3 separate regions of the Mus musculus genome follow, and all the other regions are linked to region 2. The links are chromatin contacts, called in public Hi-C and capture Hi-C maps. All regions are on one chromosome and are shown on one strand. Each heading gives the region's core, a stretch centred on a gene start, on an enhancer-like site or on the middle of the called end of the contact. The rest is flanking DNA. Distances are from core to core; before and after follow the strand shown.

What was found. Hi-C and Micro-C count contacts between places; a contact is called where the count stands out from the background. Capture Hi-C pulls out chosen DNA fragments and counts their contacts.
Region 1: a capture Hi-C map of embryonic stem cells shows a contact between it and region 2, with 4 times the contacts expected there. The contact joins two enhancer-like sites. A contact is called at or near these places in 1 of 484 Hi-C or Micro-C datasets (embryonic stem cells), 6 of 115 datasets of contacts at active chromatin or transcription factors (all in embryonic stem cells) and 1 of 9 other capture datasets (embryonic stem cells).
Region 3: a contact with region 2 is called in a Hi-C map of embryonic stem cells, with 5 times the contacts expected there. The contact joins two enhancer-like sites. A contact is called at or near these places in 6 of 484 Hi-C or Micro-C datasets (all in embryonic stem cells) and 6 of 115 datasets of contacts at active chromatin or transcription factors (all in embryonic stem cells).

What each region holds. Positions count from the first base shown.
Region 1 is chr3:34,005,536-34,009,328 of GRCm38.p6, reverse strand. It overlaps Gm46798 (a long non-coding RNA gene), which reads left to right. Exons shown (of 2, transcript XR_001783802.1): 2 at 328-525. Among named protein-coding and RNA genes, the nearest start is that of Gm46798, 4.5 kb to the left of the region's middle. Within about 2 kb of position 1,543, at least 17 of the 459 cell types and tissues checked have an H3K27ac peak or open chromatin away from gene starts, as enhancers often do. A contact at or near this core is called in embryonic stem cells, where this site is marked.
Region 2 is chr3:34,754,111-34,758,160 of GRCm38.p6, reverse strand. No RefSeq gene overlaps it. Among named protein-coding and RNA genes, the nearest start is that of Gm38509, 16 kb to the left of the region's middle. RefSeq lists enhancers at 1-512, 1-2,362. Within about 2 kb of position 1,435, at least 22 of the 459 cell types and tissues checked have an H3K27ac peak or open chromatin away from gene starts, as enhancers often do. A contact at or near this core is called in embryonic stem cells, where this site is marked.
Region 3 is chr3:35,719,505-35,723,506 of GRCm38.p6, reverse strand. No RefSeq gene overlaps it. Among named protein-coding and RNA genes, the nearest start is that of Gm25696, 14 kb to the left of the region's middle. Within about 2 kb of position 2,421, at least 134 of the 459 cell types and tissues checked have an H3K27ac peak or open chromatin away from gene starts, as enhancers often do. A contact at or near this core is called in embryonic stem cells, where this site is marked.

The sequences.
Region 1 (3,793 bases), core at 294-2,793, 750 kb after region 2:
TGTGGCACTTGTGAGCCTCCACCATATATCATACACACACAGTAATAAGAAAATAAGTGGGGGATATTTGAAGAAGAAACCAGATGTCGACTCAAAGATGTCTGTCATTCACAAAGATGGTGGTGGTGGTGGTGGTGGGTGATTGATGATTATATGATGATGACAATGGTAATGATGACGATGATGATGATGATAATGGTGGTGGTGATGGTGGTGGTGGTGACGATACAACCCAACTTTAAACTATCTGTGGTCATTTTTCTCTGTTTGTGTGTGAACCTAGGGTTACAATAAACAGGTACTTTTTTTCTTTCTTTCCTTTCTTAGGGTAGAGACACAATGGAGTCCTCAACTCCGCACAAAACCTCCCTTTTAGAGACTGGGTTTCTTTTACTGCATAGCCCAGACTGGCTTCCAACTTGTGATGCTCCTGCCCTAGCACCAAGTGCAATCTACTACCATGCCCAGGTCATTTTCCTTTGCTGCCTATGCACACAGCTCAATAAACACAATGCTAGGTTTTGACCAGCTTTGTGACAGAATTTTTACTTTAGGTTGTCTTAATGAAAAGGTATTTTGAAATGTTACAGAAGATGGGGGAAATTGCATTCCTCACTTCCGCAAACATAAAAAGGATATACTACCCACCACCTTGATTTTAAATCTTCCCAAAGTGGTACACTTGAAAATAAATTAAACTTGTCTAATTGAGACTACACTGTTTTTTCCTCAAGAAATCAAAATTTGAGATGTCTAAAATAACTCTTGAGTTTTCAAAAAAAAATCTCCTGGAACAAGTTGTGCCAAATCTTGCAAAAAGCTACTCAGTGGCTGGAGAAGCATAATTTAAAACAGGCACTTCAACCAGACCAACCCCCTGACCTTCAGAATGGAGGGAAAGGGCCCTAGAGACTAATTGCGTAAACACTGTCCACCCTGTGATTTGGTGAGCTTCTGGGTTGGTGACCAGTGAGTGCTGAGTGTCAGGAGCATGCCGTGCCCACTTACCAGGCCACCTGTCCTTTTTCTCATTTGGACTACGTGTGACTATTATTAGCATCAGTCCTCAAAGGCCTGATTATTTAACACCGAAGCCGAAATTGGCTTGACAAATGCACAAACTTCCTTTACCGTTTCCATCAAAATCTATTCCAAAATCAGGCTTGACTTGTTCACAGTTTTAATCTCACAGAGGCAGAGTAATCTCTGAGTTTGTGACTAGCCTAGTCTATACAGCAAGTTCCAGGCCAGACAGGGCTACATAGGGAGACCCTGTCTCAAATTTTAAAATAATATAATATAGCTGTCCAGGGGCCATGAACAAACTGAGTTTACCTGAAAGGGGGACTGGAAATGAAAAAGAGAAGGGGGGTGTGTGTGGGAGTGGGGGAGTGCAGTGTGGTGGGGGTTTTAAGAGAAGAATGAAGTTGAGACAAGGCTCCAAGTTTAAAATTCAGCACTGCGTTTATAAAGGGCAAGCCCACAGACCCCACCCTTTGGTTTCAGCTGGATTGTTTTGCAAAGCAAGGTCAGTGGGCAGTCTATTCTTTTAAGTTCCCGTAGGAACTTGCACGTGCAAGTAAGGCAGGTGACTCTACCAAGGTTGATAATATCCTTTGTGGCAAGCGCTCACTGTCTGTTTAGCCTGTTCAAGGCTGGGAAGGCCATAAAATAAAATAAAATATTTTCTAGCAAGGACAAAGAAGATAATCATGAATACTGAGCAAGGAGACACAGGCCTATAGTACCCCTGAGGGAGACACAGGCCTATAGTACCCCTGAGGGAGACACAGGCCTATAGTACCCCTGAGGGCTGGGTCCAGTGTACTCAAGAACACCCAAATCTGCAGGTATCCCAGTACCTCACAAAAAAGAAGGGGGTATTTACATGTAATCCATATACACTATCCTTTATATAATTTTTATTACGTTTATTTTTGTTGGGGGGGGGGCAGGTGCAGCATATAGGACTTTTGTAGGGGTCAATTCTCTTCATCTACCATGTGAGGGGATCAGACTCAGGCGGTCAGTCTTGGCGACTGTTGTCAGGGATCCACCAGAGAAAACTACTCAGATGCAGGTTTGAGCCAATAAAAAAAAAAAAAAAATCTTTATTAGCCAGTTGGTGACTAGCCTGGGAACTATGGAAGCCAAAAGGCAAGGTTAGCACATTTAGAGACCATCTCAGAACTATGGACTTTGTTTTCGTTTCAGCAGGTGGGGTAGTCTACTACATGCTGAGTTTTATGGCCTGAATGGTATTTCCATCATGGAGTAAGTCAGTTGTTCTAAGGTCTTGGGGCCTCCTCAGGTCTGGGGAGCTGTTACAGGGACAAGCAGCAGTAGCTGCTGAGCCATCAAAAGCCCTGTGTTACGGGCAGCCAATCATCTCTGAGGAGTGTGAAGTAACCAATGCCATAGAAATGCTATGCAAATAAGGAGTTGTTCCAATATCTTGCTTAGCGAATATTGACAAGAAAGTTTCTGCAGATCCCAGTTCTGACAGTTATTTTTGAACTGAGTTTGATTGAAACCACATGGAATCCATAGATACAGAGTGCCAGGTATATGTGTAATCATTTTTTATAATAATTCTTGGGATTAAGTTCAGAATCTTGCACATGTTAACACACAATCTTACTGAAGTAGAAAAAGGTACAAAAGGCCAACTATTGGATGTTGATTTATTAATCTCTTTAGTTACTTAAAATACTGTTTCTACTGCCTATTCGTCAAGCCTGACTTCACCTGCTACCTGGAACAGAATGACCTGAAGAAATAGCTGAGACAATGGGCTGTTGCCCTTAGCAACCTGCTGGCTGCCCTGTGAGCTTTTGTAAATTCTTGCTTGCTTGCCCTCCCCACCTTGTGGTTTTAGAGTACTGAATGGGAATATAAACTAGCCTGGGGAGGAAGCCTTTCAGGAGCTGTCCTGGCTTCCACCCACCCGATGACATCTCCTCACTTCCACTCTCATTGGTGTCACAGTGCTTATTCCAGAAAGAGTCCTGCAACATCACTACTGTCTGGGGGAGATTTTACCCTTTCAAATCATGTCTGCCACTGAAAGTCCCACCTCGTGCCTTGGTTTTACACCACAGCTTAGCACCCAGAAGCCACTGCTCAAGACTGGGTACCTAACTAAATATTTTAAACTTCTCACTAGGAGAAAACTTTCCATGCGCATAATCAAAAGATGGTATGGCAATAAAAATAAACCATATGAAAGAAAAATGGCTGGTACTTTAATAAAATGTACTATTATTGCTGGGTACCTATACATGATGTTTGGTGAGTGTGCACAACAGAAGGCAACTTTGTGAAGTTTGTTCCTCTCTTGTACCTTTATGTAGGTCCCAGGAGCAAGCTCAGCTCAACAGCCATCATTGAGTCATCTTGTTGGCCCAAATGGCTATTTCTTTAATACTTGCTTTTATTATATAATTTTTTGTATGTGGGTATTTTGCCTGAATGTATGCTTGTGCACCACATGCATGCTTGGTATCCACAGAGGCTGAAAGACAGTGTGGGGTCTCCTGAGACTGGAATTACAGATGGTTGTGAGCCAACACGTACATGCTGGGAATTGAACCCACGCCCAACGGAAGAGCAATCAGTGCTCTTAATGGCTGAGAAAAACAATGACATTGTACAAATGGCCATCTCCAAGTAGCTCACACTTCTGATAGACCAAGTTACACTCTGCTCAATGATATCTTTGATCTTAGTACTTGATCTTGGGAACAAAGATCTCTTCCAAATCATAATATGCAAAAAATATTCTCATAGAAAA
Region 2 (4,050 bases), core at 186-2,685:
CTTCACAAGACCTCCAACCTTCTGGGTGGTGAAACCTTGGCAAGGGGTGGGTAGTTAGCATAATGGGGCTAAATAAATAACAATGACAGTACTTGCCCTTAGCAGAGTCCTGGGACTATGCTAAACAACTTCCTGGGTAACAGCCGGGAGGGAGGTGTCATTTGAGTCCCTTCTTCTGGGAAAATAACTTACTCAAGGTCAGACGTGCGGGGCTTGGACTCCCTCCCGGCTCGGTTGCCAGTCATCCTGGCTCGGACTCAGTCTTACGCCTCTTCCTGACTGCACCTCCGAACCCAGGTTTTCGTTGGTGGAGACAGGCCTGGAGACAACCCTTTGCAGCGACTTCTCCTGAGCTCACAAGGCAAACTTAAAATGGAGAAACTCTTAGTCATTTTGTTTTGTGAGAAGCGGAGACTCTGAGCTGGCCCTGAGCAGGAACTTCCCCAGGCACCAGGTGACTTTATAGCTGGACACAAGGAAATTATCTCACTGCCTTTGGCAAGCTGATGATTTATAGAGGAAGACAAAAACATGTACGTTGGGTGGGTATGGGGGACTTTTGGTATAGCATTGGAAATGTAAATGAGCTAAATACCTAATAAAAAATGAAAAAAAAATGTACGTTTAAACTCAAAATCATGATGTCATGATGATGAAGTGCTGGGGGAGCAGAGACAGGGCCATTGCCAGGGTAGCCTGTGCTACAGAATAAGACCCGGTCTCAAAAGAGAGCGCCGAGGGTGGGGGAACTTCCCTACGCCATCATCCCCCCCACACCCCTCCCCCAAAGAGGGGGAAAAGGCAAAAAAGCAGTAAATAAGAGATAGTCTAGTGGTACCGCCTGTCATCCCAGCTACTCAGGAAGCTAAGGCAGTTACCTGATGAGTGTAAGGCCTGCCTGGGCTACATGGGTTCAAAGCTAACCCTGGGCAACTTACTGAAACTCTTTCAAAAGATAAAAAAGAGAACTGGCCATATAGACGGAGGGGCACTTGCCTAGCAAGTGAGGGGTCCCAGGGTCAGTACCCTGAAACATATACGTATACATACATACATACATACATACATACATGTAATATACATACTTACATACATACCACCAAAAAAAAGGCAGAATCTGACAAATGAAGGTCACCCCTCAGAAACAAACAGATAAGCAACCACAGAGAGGAGCCTGCCTGAGTGCCCACCCCCCACGCCAGTGTAGCCCCAGGCCACAGCCCTCTCCCTGCGTGGGGGAGTACTAATTGGAGGTAATCAAGACTTTTATTGCTTCTCCGATGGAAATCTGCATCCTCTTTCACATTGATTTTTTTTTTCCGGGGAACTAGAAAACTCTAGTTAAAAGTATTCGCTTTGGACTGGGGTCTTAGAATGGCTCTGTTCTCCCCAGGAGGTCCAGGGTCCAGCCCCTGAACCGTTTGCACCCAGCCTTCCTGCCTGGCTGACACCTCACCTGCGGGCAGGCAGGAAAGCTCTTTGTTTGTTTGTTTTGACACAATGTGTTCCAGGCCTGCCTCAAACTCAAAGTGGTTGGGGGGTGGGGGGGTGGATAAGAGGGTCATTTCAAGGTCACCTTTGACTACATTACAAGTTTGTGGAGCACTTGCATTCAAAAGAGGGGGGAAATGTAGATAATAATAAGAATAACTAATTCCTCCTACCTTCACCCTCTAAAGGTAACAGTTATCTTTGTGGTTCTGAGCCTCCAGAGACTTGGGACGAACTTCACACCCCGGGTGTGTGGGCTCTATGCTTTCTCCTGAAATGTGGTTCATGGTTAGCTTGGGTTTGGGGTTGCTACTTTGAAGAAATAAAGCAGGCTGGGTATGGTAGCACAGGCCTTTAAACCCAACATTCCAAAGGCTGAGGCAGACAGATGCATCTCTGGGAGGAGGCGGCCAGCCTGGTAACACAGTGAAATAAATCCTGGCGCGCACACACACACAGAACTTTATTTACTACATTGCGGAGAGAGTAGAGGCTACGGAAGACCTGAAGTGCCACCTGCCCTTGTTTTGGGACAAGACTTCACACTGTATCCCAGGATGGCCTGGAATTCACTATGTAAACTAGGTTGACTTTGAATTTGCAGTGATCTTCCTTCCTCTACCTCCTGCCAAGATTATTAGGCATGGACCACCACACCTGGCTCACTCATTTTAGTATCCTGGAGTATTGTACTGCATACAAACCCTAATATATATATATATATAAAATATTTGGTTGTGGGGATGGGGTGGGATGTGGGCCACGGCCCATGCGTGAGAAGACAACTTGTCGGGGCTAGTTCTCTCCCTCAGCCGTGTGGATTCTGGGGCCTGAACCCAGGTCTGCAAGCAAGTGGCCAGCATCTTTACTTGCAGACTCTGCCGCACACTGATTTTTTTGAGGGGGGTGGGGTGGGGTGAGACGGGGGAAGGACCTTGATATATAGTTCTCTACTGGCTTAGAACACCCTTGTGTCAGGAATAGTGACACTCACGCCTTTAATCCCAGCACTCGGGAGGCAGAGGCAGGCAGATTTCTGAGTTTGAGGCCAGCCTGGTCCATAGAGTGAGTTCCAGGACAGCCAGGGCTAGACAGAGAAACCCTGTCTCAAAAAAAAAAAAAAAAAAAAAAACTCCTTCTATACATCAGGCTGGCTCCAACTTGCAGAGATCTGCTTGCCTCTGCCCTCTGCGCGTGTGCTGGAACTACAGGCATGCACACCACGCCCAGCCTCAGACTCAGCCTCTTAATCAAATGCACAGAAATAAGTTGGATGCTTCTCTTGAGATGTTGCCTAAGTATATATGGATATACTTACTCATTTATTGCTATTGGGAAAGACTCTGCTCTGGTACAGTTACAGTGACTCACAATTATAATTCCAGTACTGAGGAGTATGAGGGAAAGGAATTGCTTCAGGTATGAAGTTACCCTGGGCTATACAACAAGATTCCATCTTGAACCTCCCTCTTTTACACTGAAAGGAAGTCCGGGGTGATTGCTAGCAGGAAACTTTTCTGATTGAAAGACAGCCCAAAGCTAGTAAGTCACACACTTCAGTCACGGGTGCAAAGTCCCCCAGGTAACTGACACTGGTCACTTCTTAGGAACCATTGAGTCAGGGAAAGAATCAATCTGAGTGTATACATATAGCATACGTCACGCCGGAACGGTAGCTCAGTGGTTAGAGCACTTACTGCTTTTCCAGGGGACCTGGGATGGCTCCTCCCCACCCACATGGTGGTTCAGAGCTGACTGTAACTCTAGCCAGGGGATGTGTTGTCCTCTTCTGGCCTCTGCCTACAGCAAGTGCCCACATATATGTGCAGGTATGTATATGATGGCATATGATCCCAGCAATCTTCCACTCAGAGGCAGCAGAAGCCCTGTCTAAAGAAAGACTGGTACAGGAAAATGCAGAGTTAATGTAATTAGGTGGAGGAACAAGAGTCGGGGGCGGGGGGGGGGGGGGGCGTGGTATCTCAGGCCTGAAATCCCAAGAATCAAGAAGCTGAGGCAGGAGAATAGTCTCCAGCTTGAGGTCAGCCCAGGTTAAAAATGACAGCTTGTAGAGAATGGGAGAAGAAGAGAAATTAATGGTTGGTTAATATGATCAGAATGCTCTACACAAACGCCTGAAAATGACACAGGGAAAGCCGCTGTTTACATATAACTAACACAAATTAGTTATTTATGTTAAAAATTTTAAAATTGAATTTAAAAAAGATTAAACAAGAAAAATTTAAAAAGAAAAAATTAAAACAGAAAAAATTAATAAAAATATATATAGAAGGAAATCCATTACAATTCTAAATGATTGGGGGGTAGGGAGTGGAATATGAAGTGTAAAAAATAAATTAAAAATAAAATAAAAATTCTTTAAAAATTCTAAATGATTTGGTGGATCGTTGAAGGTTTGGGTTGATTTTCAATTATATTCTCTATTATCAGCTAGATTCTCTAGTTATTTGAATTATTCCACGAAAATATTTAGCAGTACAAACATGCAAGGCTCAAACTTGCTGGCCAGTCTTCAGGACACTCCACAGAGTCAAATAT
Region 3 (4,002 bases), core at 1,172-3,671, 960 kb before region 2:
CACTGCCATCGCTTGTTCAGACTCCACTACTCCTGCAGGTACTCATCCTCGACATTTGTGTGTGCAGCAATACATTTCCCTTTTCTTTTCCATTCAACATTTTTTCAATACAAGGATTTGAACTCAGGGTCTTGCACTTGCTAGGCAAACACTCTACCACTGACCTACAACCCAGCCTGTGTAATTAAATGTCTGATTAACATAGGCAATGCATGATTAGGAGCAGGGTTTTATGAAGATTAATACAATGGCAAATGGAGTGCAGAAAACTATTTCCATGGAAATAGAACAGAAGGAAAAGAAAAGAGAAGAATGTTGGAAAGAGAAAGAGAGCTTGGGAGCAGGGACCAAGGGCCTATGATGTAATCCCAGATGCTCGGGAGGCTCGAGCGGGAAGATCCCCTGAGGTCCAGAGTTTGGGGTCAGTATGGACAGCAAAGCAAACTCTGTGAGTGAGAAAAAGTGCCATTTAATTAACAGTGGATCCGAGGGAGGAGCTTAAGAGGCCACGCCTTTGTTGGGTAGGATGTGATGTACTTTTAAGAGGTGTACCTACTGATGTCTGTGCCACTGTAAACAACCCATAACAGATGCTCATATAAGCAACGCTCATCACATGCAGATGTGTGTGCAAGCACATGTGCGTGCACACACACACAAACACACACACATACACACAAGTTGGGAAGTAGAAAAAGATCGGAAGTATTGGGAGCTCCCTCCCAAGAGAAGGCAATGGGGGTAAATATGAGTAAAATATATAATATGTACTTATAAAATATAATGAAATTTATTATATGAATTTCATAACAACATGTATGCTGTTAATAATAATTATATATATGTTAGTAAAACTTAAAGAAGGTGTTGAGTATTATAACAGGGATGAGAGTTTGAGATGATAACAGGAAAGTCAAATGGAAATATCAGGAGATAGTGAAATGTAGAATAAAAAAGCCCAGTAGGGAATTCAGGATCTAAGTTCTGACGTATAAATGTGTAGCCAAAATGGATCAGAGTGTCAATCAAAGAGTGTGTGTGTTCAGGTGTACAACAGTGAAATGACAGACAGAACAATTTAGAGCAACCAAATAAGGGGAAAACAAAAACAAAAACCAAACCAGGCCTCTGTTAGACATCTAGTCTGAACGCTTAGTGGCTCAGGAGGCCAAGTGATCCGTTTGGAACAGGCCAGTGAGTTAGTACAGCTGTTATAATGTCAAGCAGCTGGAAGACTCAGATGTAGGTGCCATTTTTGTCACAGTGGATGTGGAGAGGAAATGGGTGAGGACCAAGGGGAATGGGTGGAAATTTTGATAAGAAATATCCATTAGAATTGAGAGATAGAGAACCTTTCCAATAGGAGGGCCACCAAGGTAAAGACAGCTGCAACAAAATGGTTGTCTTCTGGTGCACACTGCAGGTCTGCCAGAACTCTGCAAGTGGAAACAGGTTCCCTTTGAAGTGAGGGTGACATAGAGGAAGAAGCTGTGGGTGGAGACCAAGAAGAAGAAGCTGGGTAAAATGTTAATGGAACAGCTTTGCCTAGGCCTTTTGTTTTATTTCTGAGTTTGAAAAGGTAGACAAAGGAGAGAGGTGTGCGTTGGTTCCATAGAATAAGGAAGGAGACAAGGCGGACAGGGTGGAGAATGTAGATGGAGAGCAGGGCAGGACCTTCAGTCCCAGCTTGGCAGAGAATGGGAAAGAGAAAGTGCAGATGTGAGGAGCCTGGAGAGGAGCCAGGGAGCTGGTGACTTTTTTTTTTTCAGCACAGATATGGGGTGCAGGGGTGGGAGTGGGGCCTACTCCATTTACCTGACTCGGGGAATCATATTACTGTTGGACAGCCAGACTGCTTTTTTCCCCATGAGGTGTCACAGGAGATTGCATTGCTGTAAACTGTAAACTGATGTTTGTGCTAGGGAGGTACAAAAGAAAGAAAAAGAGAAGGAAGGAAGGAAGGAAGGAAGGAAAGAAAGAAAGAAAGAAAGAAAGAAAGAAAGAAAGAAAGAAAGAAAGAAAGAAAGGAAGGAAGAAGAGAGAGGCAGGAAGGAAGGAAGAAAGGAAGGAAGAAAGAAAGAAAGGAAGGAAGGAAGGAAGGAAGGAAGGAAGGAAGGAAGGAAGAAAGAAAGAAAGAAAGAAAGAAAGAAAGAAAGAAAGAAAGAAAGAAAGAAAGAAAGGATCCAGTCTGCCTTAGCCACGTAACTCTTACTGAAATGTGTTGAGTACTGATGACAAGGACAACAGAAGGCAGTTCCATCACAGATGACATATATGGCAAAACCAGCGTCACTTATAGAGTCAAAGTACAGACTTAATTGAGGGTGAAGTCAATTTCACAATGTGCTGTGTGATGTGTACTCTTGTCTCAGGAAGCTCCCCCACCCTGGTCAGGGAGAAGTCGCAAGTTCGGTGGGTGTGGTTTACCTCTCTGAGTAACAAATTCAGCTCAACAAGAAGAAAGACCTGTAATGAGTCAGAAGCGCAGTCAGGAGGAAATCTACCCTTAAAGCTCACTACAGACCCAGCTAGCTTTTCAGAAGCAGAACTGGAGAAACCTGTTTTAGAAGCAGCACTGGCCTCCTGATACAGGCTCTTCAGCCTCTCCCTTTCCACAATTTTCCTTTAAGGCAGGTGACTTTTGCCCTGGAAAAACTAGCCACTACCAGTAGTGGTGGGGATGACAGCCCCACCCAAGGTTTCTGCCTTCCCTTTTATCAGTCATTTGCTCTGCAAAGTCCTATAACTCCTCCTTTCCTGGCACTTCCAGTTCCCGGAAGTACTCCTTTTTGGGTCTATAGAAAGAATTTTTAAAAAGGGTGGAGTCAGGACTGGGTGGGCTGCTGAGTGATGTAGGGTAGCACTCTCTGATCTAGAACTCCATCGCTAAAGACACTTCTAAAGAGTGCAGGGCCTCGGGAACTGCAGGCATAGAAGCTCATACTTATAAGGGCAATAGAGTATGGGAGAACGTACTTAGAAAGTAGAATTCTGGGGCCATCTCTAATACCATGGACTCATAGTGACACATTTGTGTGAGAGTCTATGACTATAACACGAAATTACCTATGATCACAGGGTCTTAACAAACTCGGAATTGCTTTTTGGGAAGGGCCAGTACTCCCTCTGGGGTATTTGAAACTGGAGACTTTGTAGTTGCTGAATCTGCTGGAGTGCTCCAGACATTTAGAAGGTGTGGGGCATTTAAGTAACAATACTGCAGAAAAAGAGCTACAGACACAGGGCTGGTACTAGTTGGTTACCATAGATCTAGTAGAACAGAATATTCCCTTCAAGCCTACTAGACCCTATGTTGTTGGCTTTTTTTTTTTTTAAACTTGATGGATCACATTATTTGAAAATACCATTGAATATAGTTGGGCTTAGTATGTGCGAGTAAGACAGGGTCTCAATAAGTTGAGGCCAGCTCAAAGTGGCCTCACACTGACTGTGTAGCTGACCTTGAACTTCTGACTCTCCTGCAGCAATTACAAGCATACACCACGTTGCTCAGTCACACGTGGTTCTGAAGATTAGACTCAGGACTTCCTGCACTCTACGCAAGCTCTTTGCCGACTGAACTACAACCCTAGCCTCAAGTTGTTTACGTCTTTACTAATTGTTTCAGTGCTGTTTTCCAATATGAGAAGCAAGATAAACACCAAGGGGTGGACCCAGAAGTTCTTCTCCTCTCCCTCTGTTCCCCGAGACCCAATCCCAAACCCTGCAACAGTTCACTAGCTGAAGCTCCCTTCCTCCTTCCCCCATTTCCTGTAGATTCCACTGACCACTCCCTCCTAACCCCCACCCCCAAACCTCATCTTAGTATCCCAGCCTCCAACACCGGTGTGCATTCCCTGTGAACATACAAGCAGAGCAGGTCAGGAAAACAGGCAACATGCAGCCATCACACTCCCTGAAAATCCAAAGAGGAAACAGAAACCAAGGAACACAATACCCAGACATAAAAGACAAATCCAGAAAACAGCATCTAGACCTATA